2 separate regions of the Mus musculus genome follow, and region 2 is linked to region 1. A link is a contact called in public promoter capture Hi-C data. All regions are on one chromosome and are shown on one strand. Each heading gives the region's core, a stretch centred on a gene start, on an enhancer-like site or on the middle of the called end of the contact. The rest is flanking DNA. Distances are from core to core; before and after follow the strand shown. Region 1 overlaps Zfp609 (zinc finger protein 609). Region 2 overlaps Zfp609 (zinc finger protein 609).

Region 1 (5,756 bases), core at 3,059-5,558:
CATGAAGCCAGGCATGGTGGCACACACATATAAGCCAAGCACTCAACAGGATGGGGAAGAAGGATCATGAGTTCAAAGCCATCCTGGACTAGATAGTTTGAGGCTAGCCTGAGCTATATAGTAAGACACTGTCTTTACAAAAACTAGGGAGGGCTGAGAATATAGCTCAGTAGAGTGCTTGTCTAGCATACACAAAGCCCTGAGTTCAGTCCCAAGGACTGCATAAATCTGGGTGTGTTGGGCCTGCCTGTCATCCTGACACTCGGTGGTAGTGGAGTGAGGTTCAGAATGCTCAAGGACAGCCTGGGACCCATGAGGCCCTGTTTCAGAAAAATAAAAACTGTCTTGATCAAGCTATGAAGTCTAACCATTGCTCATCGGTAAGGATCCAGGAGTACTCTAGGCAGTTCCTTCTCATGGAACTGTTCTCGCCCATGGGTACCAGAGCAGCATTAAACTTCCACAGGAGGAACCAGAGTACTTCTCAGATAAAGAATATTCTTTGCAGTGGCCAAAAGGTTTGTATCACCCATACTTCTTTCTTCTTGATTTCAGGGATGTTGGTGGTAAATGTGACATGGAGAAACAAGACATATGTAGGTACACTTCTTGACTGCACAAGGCATGATTGGGCACCCCCAAGGTGAGCATGAACAGTTTATATCAGTCTGAACCCCCACATAATCAGTGAACTGTTAGACCTTTATCTTACTACTGGCCTGAAACTGAAGCCTCCTGAGTGCTGGTATCAGTAGCTTGAGGCACCACCCCAAGTTATATCCACCTTCCTTCCTTCCTTCCTTCCTTCCTTCCTTCCTTCCTTTCTTCCTCCTTCCCTCCCTCCGTCCCTTCTTTCCTTCCTTCTTCCTTCCCTCCCTCCCTCCCTCCCTCCCTCCCTTCCTTCCTTTCTTCTTGCCTTCCTTCCTTCCAGCCTCCCCCTTCTTCCCTCCCTCCCTTCCTCCTTTCTTTGGGACAAGGGTTCATCCCATAGCTCAGGCTGTCTTGGAACTCACTGAATAAGGCAGGCTGCCTCAAACCCAAGGTGACCATCTTACCTTAGCTTCCTGACTGCTGGGATTACAGGTGTTTGTGTGAGTCACTGGGCCTGGCCTTACTTTCAAGTTGCAAATTTGATCTTTAAGTAAACATCTCAAGCAGCCATAGTTCTATGTACCTGTAATCCCAGCCCTGGTGAATACAGAAGGGTTAGACGTTCAAAGCCACCTTTAGCAACACAGGAAGTTGAGGCTAACCCTGAGTACATACCTTGTCTCCAAATGTGTGATAATATTAACATCTGGGTCTGGAATATTCTGTGAGGCTTAGGGATTAATTCTCTAACAGCACCACAAAGTAAAAATGCAATAAAAACACTAATATCTCGGGCTGGTGAGATGGCTCAGTGGGTAAGAGCACCCGACTGCTCTTCCGAAGGTCCGAAGTTCAAATCCCAGCAACCACATGGTGGCTCACAACCACCCGTAATGAGATCTGATGCCCTCTTCTGGTGCGTCTGAAGACAGCTACAGTGTACTTACATATAATAAATAAATAAATAAATAAATAAATAAATAAATAAATAAATAAAGAAAGAAAGCCACTCTCCTCTTTAAAAAAAAAAAAAAAACACTAATATCTCAATGTCTTCTTATATCTTATTCCTGATGTTAGTACCCAGTGTGCTAGGGCTTAAGAGGCCTAGACTATGGTGTGGGGTGTTCCAGAACTGGTATGCAAATGACATGCTAGGAGGTTACCTCTTAATACAGTTCCCGTGCAGGTTCCTAAAGGAAACCAGTTATTAAAACGGAAGCTGAAGCTGGGCGTGGTGGCGCATGCCTTTAATCCCAGCACTCAGGAGGCAGAGGCAGCCAGCCTGGTCTACAAAGTGAGTTTCAGGATAGCTCTAGCTATACAGAGATACCCTGTCTCAAAAAAAAAAAAAAAGGAAGCTGGGCAGAAGAATTGCTGCAAGTTAGAGGCCAGCTTTGACTATAGTGAGCTCCTAGCCAGCCTAGGTTTCAAGAAAAAGAAAGCTGGGTGTAGTTCATGCTGGTAGGCCCTGCCTCACAAAAACAAAAGTAATATATCCTGTCCTATTTGTCCTTTTCCAAGGTTCTGTGACTCCCCCACCAGTGACTTGGAAATGCGGAACGGCCGAGGAAGAGGCAAGCGCATGCGTCCCAGCAGTAACACACCTGTCAGTGAGGCAGCCGCAGCCTCTGACAGCAAAGGGACCAGCAGCAGCAGCAAGACCCGAGCAGGAGCCAATAGCAAAGGCCGTCGGGGTAGCCAGAACTCCTCAGAGCACCGCCCTCCTGCTAGCAGCACCTCTGAGGATGTCAAAGCCAGCCCTTCCTCAGCCAATAAGCGGAAAAGCAAACCTCTTTCAGACATGGAGCTGAATTCTAGCTCAGAGGACTCCAAAGGGAGCAAGCGTGTCCGTACAAATTCCATGGGCTCAGCCACCGGGCCCCTCCCTGGGACCAAGGTAGAACCCACTCTTGTGGACAGAAATTGTCCCTCCCCGGTCCTGATTGACTGTCCCCACCCAAACTGCAACAAAAAGTACAAGCACATCAATGGGCTTAAGTACCACCAAGCTCACGCCCACACGGATGACGACAGCAAACCGGAAGCTGATGGAGACAGTGAGTATGGAGAAGAGCCCGCCCTCCATGCAGACCTCAGCTGCAACGGTGCACCTGTCCCACAGAAAGGATCCTTGTCCCCTGCCCGCTCAGCTACCCCCAAAGTTCGGCTTGTTGAGCCTCACAGCCCTTCCCCTTCGAGCAAATTCAGCACAAAAGGCCTCTGTAAGAAAAAACTGAGTGGGGAGGGAGACACAGACCCTGGAGCCTTATCCAATGATGGCTCTGATGACGGGCCCTCGGTAATGGATGAAACAAGCAATGATGCCTTTGACTCTTTGGAAAGGAAGTGTATGGAAAAGGAAAAGTGTAAAAAGCCCTCCAGTCTGAAATCTGAAAAGATTCCATCCAAGAGCTTAAAATCAGCCCGCCCCATTGCCCCTGCCATCCCCCCACAACAGATCTACACTTTCCAGACAGCCACCTTCACAGCAGCAAGCCCAGGTTCCTCCTCAGGCTTGACCACCACCGTGGTCCAAGCAATGCCCAACAGTCCCCAACTCAAGCCCATTCAGCCCAAGCCCACTGTTATGGGAGAGCCTTTCACAGTCAACCCTGCCCTGACCCCTGCCAAGGACAAGAAAAAGAAAGACAAAAAAAAGAAGGACTCATCAAAGGAACTTGAAAGTCCTCTGACCCCTGGGAAGGTATGCCGAGCAGAAGAAGGTAAGAGCCCGTTCAGAGACGCAGCAGGAGATGGAATCAAAGTGGAGAGCCTTCTGAACGGCTCCTCAGAGTCCCACCAAAGCCGGTTAGCTAGTATCAAGGCTGAGGCTGATAAGATTTACAGTTTCACTGACAATGCCCCCAGCCCTTCAATTGGAGGCAGCAGCCGCCTAGATAGTACTACCCCGACCCAACCCCTAACTCCCCTCCACGTAGTGACCCAGAATGGAGCCGAAGCCAGCTCAGTCAAAACCAATAGCCCTGCCTACTCTGACATCTCTGATGCTGGGGAGGATGGGGAGGGCAAGGTGGACAGTGCCAAGTCGAAGGACCCCGAGCAGCTGGTTAAAGAAGGGGCTAAGAAAACACTGTTCCCCCCTCAGCCACAGAGCAAAGACTCCCCATATTATCAAGGCTTTGAAAGTTACTACTCTCCAGGTTATGCACAGTCCAGCCCAGGGACTCTCACCTCAAGCAGCCAGGCAGGAATGGAGGGCCAGCCCCTAAAGACAAAAAAGGATGAGGAGCCTGAGAGCGTAGAAGGGAAAGTAAAGAATGATGTCTGTGAGGAAAAGAAGCCGGAGCTGAGCAATTCCAGTCAGCAGCCCTCCGTCATCCAGCAGCGGCCCAACATGTACATGCAGTCCCTGTACTACAACCAGTATGCCTACGTGCCTCCTTATGGCTACAGTGACCAGAGTTACCACAGCCACCTCCTGAGTACCAACACCGCTTATCGGCAGCAGTATGAAGAACAGCAGAAGCGGCAGAGCCTGGAGCAGCAGCAGCAGCAGCAGCGGGGACTGGACAAGAAGACAGAGATGGGCCTGAAAGAGCGGGAGGCATCGCTCAAGGAAGAGTGGAAGCAAAAGCCCTCAATTCCACCAACTCTCACCAAGGCTCCCAGCCTGACAGACCTGGTGAAGTCAGGGCCCGGCAAGGCCAAGGAGCCTGGGACAGATCCTGCCAAGTCTGTCATCATTCCCAAGTTAGATGACTCATCAAAACTCCCCAGCCAGCCCCCTGAAGGCCTTAAAGGGAAGCTGGGTGAGGCCAGCCACCTAGGCAAGGAGGCGTCTGAGGCTAAGACGGGCACTGAGTGTGGCCGACAGGCAGAGGTGGATCCAATACTCTGGTACCGACAGGTAACTGTTGTATGTAAGGAAGTGGAGATGCTGTCTAATAAACTTTCTGGCCCCCACAGACCAGCATTGTCTTGTTTAGGGGTTCCATAGAATTGAAATTAGCAGAAGAGTTTTATAATTTTAGTAAACATGTACATTTTATGTTTTTTAAAAAGCACTTTTACCTCCTTAAAAGGTATTTTTTTCCTTAAATAGGGAAGAAGGACTAATAAGACAACTTATGTTGTCTACAATTAGTTGAGACTTCATTAGCAAAGCAAGACAAGAACCTGGGTATTTTGACTTCTAGCCCAGTGTTCAGAATGTTTCAGAATGGAAGCATATAGCACTCACAGGTTTCTTTAAAAAGGAATTTATGATGTCAGCTATGACAACACATGCCTGTAATCCTAGGACTTGGGAGGCTAAAAGCAGGTTATCTTGAGTTTATAGCCACACTGAGCTATATAGCCTGGGCTACATATACTTAGCAAGACCCTGTTCTCTCAAAATAAATATTATTTAGAAATTAAAACTAATGGGACTGGAGAGATGGCTCAGTGGTTAAAAGTACTTTCTGTCCTTCCAGAAGACTGGTTTATTCCTAGTACCCACATCAGATGGCTCACAACCTCCTGTGACTCCACTTCCAGGGGATCTGATTCTCTCATCTGGTCTCCGCAGATACCCATACCTGTTGCAAACATTCACACGGTCTTCCCTTTCCTCCTGGGGCACTGATAACTGCAAAGCACCATAAACATCTTGGCAGGAGGCAACTTGTATTCCCAGAGTCGCTGCCCCAGGAGTCTTGTACAGAGAAGAGCCACTGATGGTGTCACTGTTTCTCTCCTAGGATCTTGTTTCCTAGGAGAAGGTGTTTTGTCATGACAGGGTCTCGCTATGTATTCCTGGCTGGCCCTGAACCCACCTGTAGGTTCTGCCTCTGCCTCCTCAGTGTTTTTGTAAACAAATTCTGTACAAGTCAGAAGCGCACTGCGCCTTGAGTGCTGTTATGATCTGTTAATGTTTCTACTTAGACCTTGGGTTTGAAAAGGCTTTTATGTGTACTACTACTCGGCACCCATTCTGTGGTTTTTGCAGGAGACGGAGTCTCGAATGTGGACATATGTTTATCCTGCCAAATACTCAGACATCAAGTCAGAGGATGATCGGTGGAAAGAGGAACGGGACCGAAAATTAAAGGAGGACAGGAGCCGGAGTAAGGACTCTGTTCCCAAGGAAGACGGGAAGGAAAGCACAAGTAGTGACTGCAAGCTACCCCCATCTGAGGAATCCCGCCTCGGGAGCAAGG
Region 2 (5,159 bases), core at 904-3,403, 85 kb before region 1:
ATCCACCGAACCGTCTTTCCAGCCTCTTGAACACTAAATGATGTAGTATGTATTATTCTAGGTTTCTTTTTTTTTTTTTTTAGTGTGAAACCCTGTCTTTTTTTTTCTTTTAGATTGTTTTATTTATTTTATGTTTATGTTATTTATTTATTTAATGTTATTTTAGACACACCAGAAGAGGGCATCAGATCCCATTACAGATGGTTGTGAGCCACTATGTGGTTGCTGGGAGTTGAGCTCAGGGCCGCTGGAAGAATAGTTGGTGCACTTAACCACTGAGCCATCTCTCTAGCCCTACTCTAGATTTCTTAATGAATTTGTAATTGTCATAGTTGTTCTCCATTGAACCATATGGGTCCAGGGATCAAGCTCAGGTCCGCAGGCCTGGGACAGACGCCTTTGCTTGCTGAACCCTCTTACTGACCCATGGATACCGTTGGCTTATTTCGTATATCAAATGGCTGTACCTTAGATTCTAGGTAAAGAAGAGATGGTCTTTTCTTTCTAAGAGCTAACAGTTACCAAGTAAAGTAGAGCTCCTAAAAGTGCATAGAACCTGGGTAAGGATGTCTTTCAAGGGAGGGTTGTTGACTGGCAAGATGGCCTTGCAGGTGAAGCTCTCGACAACAGAACCTCACTACCTAAGTTCACACACATATCCCACCCACTCCCCAGAACCTTACAATGGAAGAAAAGACCTGGCTCCAGAAAATTGTTCTTTGACCTCTACTTGTACTGTGATGCAGTCTTAGGTACAAATCAAGTGTACAACAGGTTTTTGGTTTGGTTTGGTTTGGTTTGGTTTTTTTAAGTGTAGATTGTTGACCCTACACCACATCTACTGCATACGTTTTTGGGATAAGGGCCCAGAGATCTTGACTTTGAAGTAAAAAGATTTTGTGAACCTTTGTACATTTTCTTTGTGGGGTACATTTTCGAAACCATTTCTGATTTTAAGACCAACTTGAATGTAAATTTCACATCAAGTCTTACATGATTTTGTGATTACGAATGTACTCTGGGAAGTGAAAGCATGGCTGGCTTAGCAGGTTAGGGATCCCTGCCAACTCTAATGACCTGCGTTTGATTCCCAGAACCCATACGTCAGAAGAAAGCTGACTCTCTCAAATTATCCTCTGACCTTAACAAATGCATATGTGCACACATACAGACACACAGATGTACACACATTCCCATCCTACCCCCCCCCTTCTAATTTTTCTTTTCTTCTTAAAGAATGTGATCTGCAGCCTGACTGTTGGGAGTTTCTCAGCTCTGTGCTTGTGAACTGAGTGATCTTGAGCTAGTTACCTAACTGATCTTTACTAGTCTACACATTGGTTATTGCAATATTAAATTAGTTGTTGGGCATCATGGCACACACCTTTAATCCCAGTACTTGGGAGGCAGATGCAGGCAAATCTCTTGGGTTCAAGGCCAGCCTGTTCCATATGGGAAGTTAGGACAGCTAAGGCTACATAGGAAGATTTTGTTTACAAAACAAAAAATTACATTAGTTAAGTCAGAGAAAATTATGTAATACATAGGAAGCATTTAGTAACGATTAGAAAAAAATTATTTTATTTAAAATATGTGTCAGTCTGTCCTAGGCAATGATGGTCTGAACTATAACAGTTTATTGCACAAGAAAGCCTGTCAGTAACAGATGAACATGTTGGCTAAGACTTTCATCACTGTGCCCAGGAGAAGCTCCAAACCTGGGCTGGGAAATTTGCATGCTGGTGCTATGTTCTAAAGCCTCAGAAGACCAAAAACAAGATTCAGAGAGATTGAAGCAGCCTAGTTGTACTTCAGATTTCGTATGAATTGGCTGCAACCCTGGGGTGGTGTTGAGTGTGCTGGATGGACGTTGCTGTGGGTCTGCCAGCATATACAGTCTCATGGCAGAGCATGGAAGAGCGGTGCTTTTGTTGCTACATAAGCATGCAAAGGAAAATAAAATCTAAGTCCTAGTCCCTAATTTTCCTCCCCTGATGTGAACTTGTATTTTTGCCATTTGGGTACAAGAGCTTTTTACCAGCGGGGCTTATCTAGAGAGGCAGCAGGCTTGTGCTTTCAGGCTAGAGGTGGCAATAACACACACAGCTGAGATCTGCCACTGCTGACTGCCTGAGACCTCCTCTCTGTGGTTTGCACTCTTCAAGCCATGCTTGAGTAACCTGCCTCCAGAGCTGCTGACAGGGCTGTGTTCAGAGGCCTTGGAAATTACACTGTTCATTTCCTTATCATCCTCTGACCTGTAGTGCAGAGCCTTCTGGTGCAGGAACAAGGCAGAAAAAAATCCAGACGGCTTCTCGCCAGCAAGTGTCAAGAGCTACAAAGAAGGAAATTGGACTTGCTCACTTAAAAACCATGGGGTTAGGCTTTGATTTTTAGATCCTGCTGAGAGTTATTTGTGTGTGTGAGCATGTTTTATCTCTGCATTTGTATAGAATTGATTCTGTACACGGCAGTGGTATGGAGGAGGAGTGTCTGAAGGTAGAGAGCAGAGGGAAGATTGCTTTTCTCCTCGGCTAATTTCCCAGTTGTACCATTTGTGTGGGCTTGGAAAAATTAGCATCAGGAAGGTGCCAGGCCATATTAATATTTTAAAATATATTACTCTTGATACAGTTTAGTCATGGATGAGAGCACCCACATAAGAAATGTCCTTGGCTATCTGAGGAGACATGTGTATCAAACGCTTTTCCCTGAAGTTATTCATTCTTGGATACTGGTGTGTCAGTGCTTATGTTGTCTTGGACTTCAGATCTGTCTCAGCACGAGGCAGAGGACAGACTGCTGGAAGAGTAGGAGGGTAATTTAGAGCACTTAGAAAATGTCTATTTATAGGGTAAAATTATACTTAAAGGGTCTAGAGAGTTAAGGCTCAACAGTTTAAAGAGTATTTGCTGTTCTTGTGGAGGACCTACGTTCCCAGCACCTAGGTCAAGCAGCTTACAACCGTTTATAACCCCAGCGACCAGAGATCTAACACGTTCTTTTGGGCTTTACCAGTACTACACATGTCTGGCACTCACAGAGACACTTAACACCTAAATAAAAATAAAAAATATAATAGATCTTAAAGAATGTGTCTCTATTATGGTGGTTGGCATAATAAAATGGCCTCTTTTTTTTTTTTCTTTTAGCTATAAAGACCAACAAGAAAGGTGTTTTGTTTTGTTTTCCCCGGAATGAGGGAAAATCAAGATGGTAAAAGGGTTTTTCCGTTATGTACGTGTATATTTCTGGAATTCTTTCTTGTTCTTGAATCTTCATGGCCAGTGGTACCTTTTTGAACTCGGAAAGGAAAGGAAGAGAGGGTGGGAAATCCCTTAACCTTTAGACCCTGGAAGTATTTTTTAAACCCTTAGTGTTTTTCTTTTGAAAGTACTCTATCGAACAGTTCCACATGAAGTGCTAACTAAGGTGAGAATGAAAGTCACCATTTCTTTTAGCATCAGTAGCTTTTGGTGGCTGGATAAAGACTCCACTGTCAGACTTCAACCAGGGCTCCCAGTAACCCTTAGGCTCAATTTTTCACAATTTGCATTTTAGCATTGCATTTCCTCCCTGCTGTGGCAGCGCATATCTGTGATCCCAACACTTAAGGCTGGTGGGGCCGGAGCTTGAGAGTTCAAGATAAACCTTTGTAGTAGACCCTTTATCTAAAGAAGCAACAACCCCCTTCCCCCAAACATCAGCTCTCCTATTGACTGATACTCAAGTTTCAGGTCCAACATTATTTGTCCCTTTCTTCTTAAAAGTGACAATTCGGGGCCAGAGAGATGGCTTATCTGTTAAAAGCACTTGCTTTTGCAGAGGATCAAGGTTCACTTGCCAGCACTCCCATGTTTCATCACAACCATCTGTATGTAATTTCAGTTTTGTAAAACTCCATGAGCATTGCATGCATTATTACACACACATACATATAAATTAAGAATTTTTTTTTTTTTTTTTTTTTTTTTTGGTTTTTCAAGACAGGGTTTCTCTGTGTTGTCCTGGAACTCACTTTGTAGACCAGGCTGGCCTCGAACTCAGAAATCTGCCTGCCTCTACCTCCCGAGCGCTGGGACTAAAGGCGTGCACCACCCCGCCACCCCCCTCCCCCCCCCTCCGCAAGAATTAAGATTTTTAAGTGAAAATAAAATTTGCCAAAAACTTTAAAAGAATAAAAATTAACCCTTGACTATAGATGTGTTTTTTTTTTTTTATGTGTTGTATAGATTATCTTTTGTCTTCTTTGACAAATTGAGATGCTCCAAATTAGAGGGATTATCTAGGGGTTTGGAACTTAAAACATATTTTACTTTTATTGTATTTGAGGTATGCGTGAGTAATGTTCACTGAACATCTTGGCCCTCCTTTTTTTGTTTTTGTTTTTTTTTGTTTTGTTTTTAGACAGGGTTTTTATGTGTAGCCCTGGCTGTCCTGGAACTCACTCTGTAGACCAGGCTGGCCTCGAACTCAGAAATCTGCCTGCCTCTGCCTCCCAAGTGCTGGGATTAAAGGCATGCGCCACCATTGCTCGGCTATCTTGGTCCTCCTTATATCGATCGAGTAGGTTGTAGGGTTTAAACTCCAGTCAAGCCGGGCCTTTCCCAAATCATCTCACCAATTTAGGGTTTAGGACTTTAGGAACAGAAGAAAAACTCAGAATACTACCTTTTTAAGCCTCCCCTTCATCAACTGTGATGCAAACCATCACCTCTTAAAATCACCGTGAAGTTTAAACAAGATAAGGAAGTTAAGTGCTCAGCATAATACTTAAATATTGTAAGTCTGTACCTAGGGTCTCATCTGAGGTCAGAGGATCCCTTGAGCTCCAGGTTAGAGACCAACTTGGGCAACACAGCAAGACCTATTTCCCCCGCCTCCTCCCCCACACACCCAAAAAACCTGTTTCTAATGTATTATTCCTAACTGAGATATAGTGATCGAAGATGTTTATGAAATTAAAGAGAAAGACCTGGAAAGTTTATTGCCTGAAATACACAGCAAGTATCCATTTTATAATACGTAGAACAATACAGCAACTCTTACTAATGTCCAAGGAAGCTTAAGGGAGAGATTAATCCAGAACACTTGGAGCTATTGTGGTTTAGGTTGGTATTTGGTCAATTTAGTTCTTCTCAGTGTTTTGGACTCCTTTT

The links. Capture Hi-C pulls out chosen DNA fragments and counts their contacts.
Region 2: a promoter capture Hi-C map of adipose tissue shows a contact between it and region 1. The contact joins two enhancer-like sites. A contact is called at or near these places in 3 of 484 Hi-C or Micro-C datasets (cerebral cortex, cortical neurons and embryonic stem cells), 2 of 115 datasets of contacts at active chromatin or transcription factors (embryonic basal ganglia and embryonic stem cells) and 4 of 9 other capture datasets (adipose tissue, embryonic stem cells, liver and 1 more).

Annotation. Positions count from the first base shown.
Region 1 is chr9:65,700,978-65,706,733 of GRCm38.p6, reverse strand. It overlaps Zfp609 (zinc finger protein 609), which reads left to right. Exons shown (of 10, transcript NM_172536.3): 4 at 556-643; 5 at 2,116-4,462; 6 at 5,546-5,756. Among named protein-coding and RNA genes, the nearest start is that of Oaz2, 27 kb to the right of the region's middle. Within about 2 kb of position 4,308, at least 43 of the 459 cell types and tissues checked have an H3K27ac peak or open chromatin away from gene starts, as enhancers often do. A contact at or near this core is called in adipose tissue, where this site is marked.
Region 2 is chr9:65,784,660-65,789,818 of GRCm38.p6, reverse strand. All of the region lies in intron 2 of Zfp609 (zinc finger protein 609), which reads left to right. Among named protein-coding and RNA genes, the nearest start is that of Zfp609, 40 kb to the left of the region's middle. Within about 2 kb of position 2,153, at least 116 of the 459 cell types and tissues checked have an H3K27ac peak or open chromatin away from gene starts, as enhancers often do. A contact at or near this core is called in adipose tissue, where this site is marked.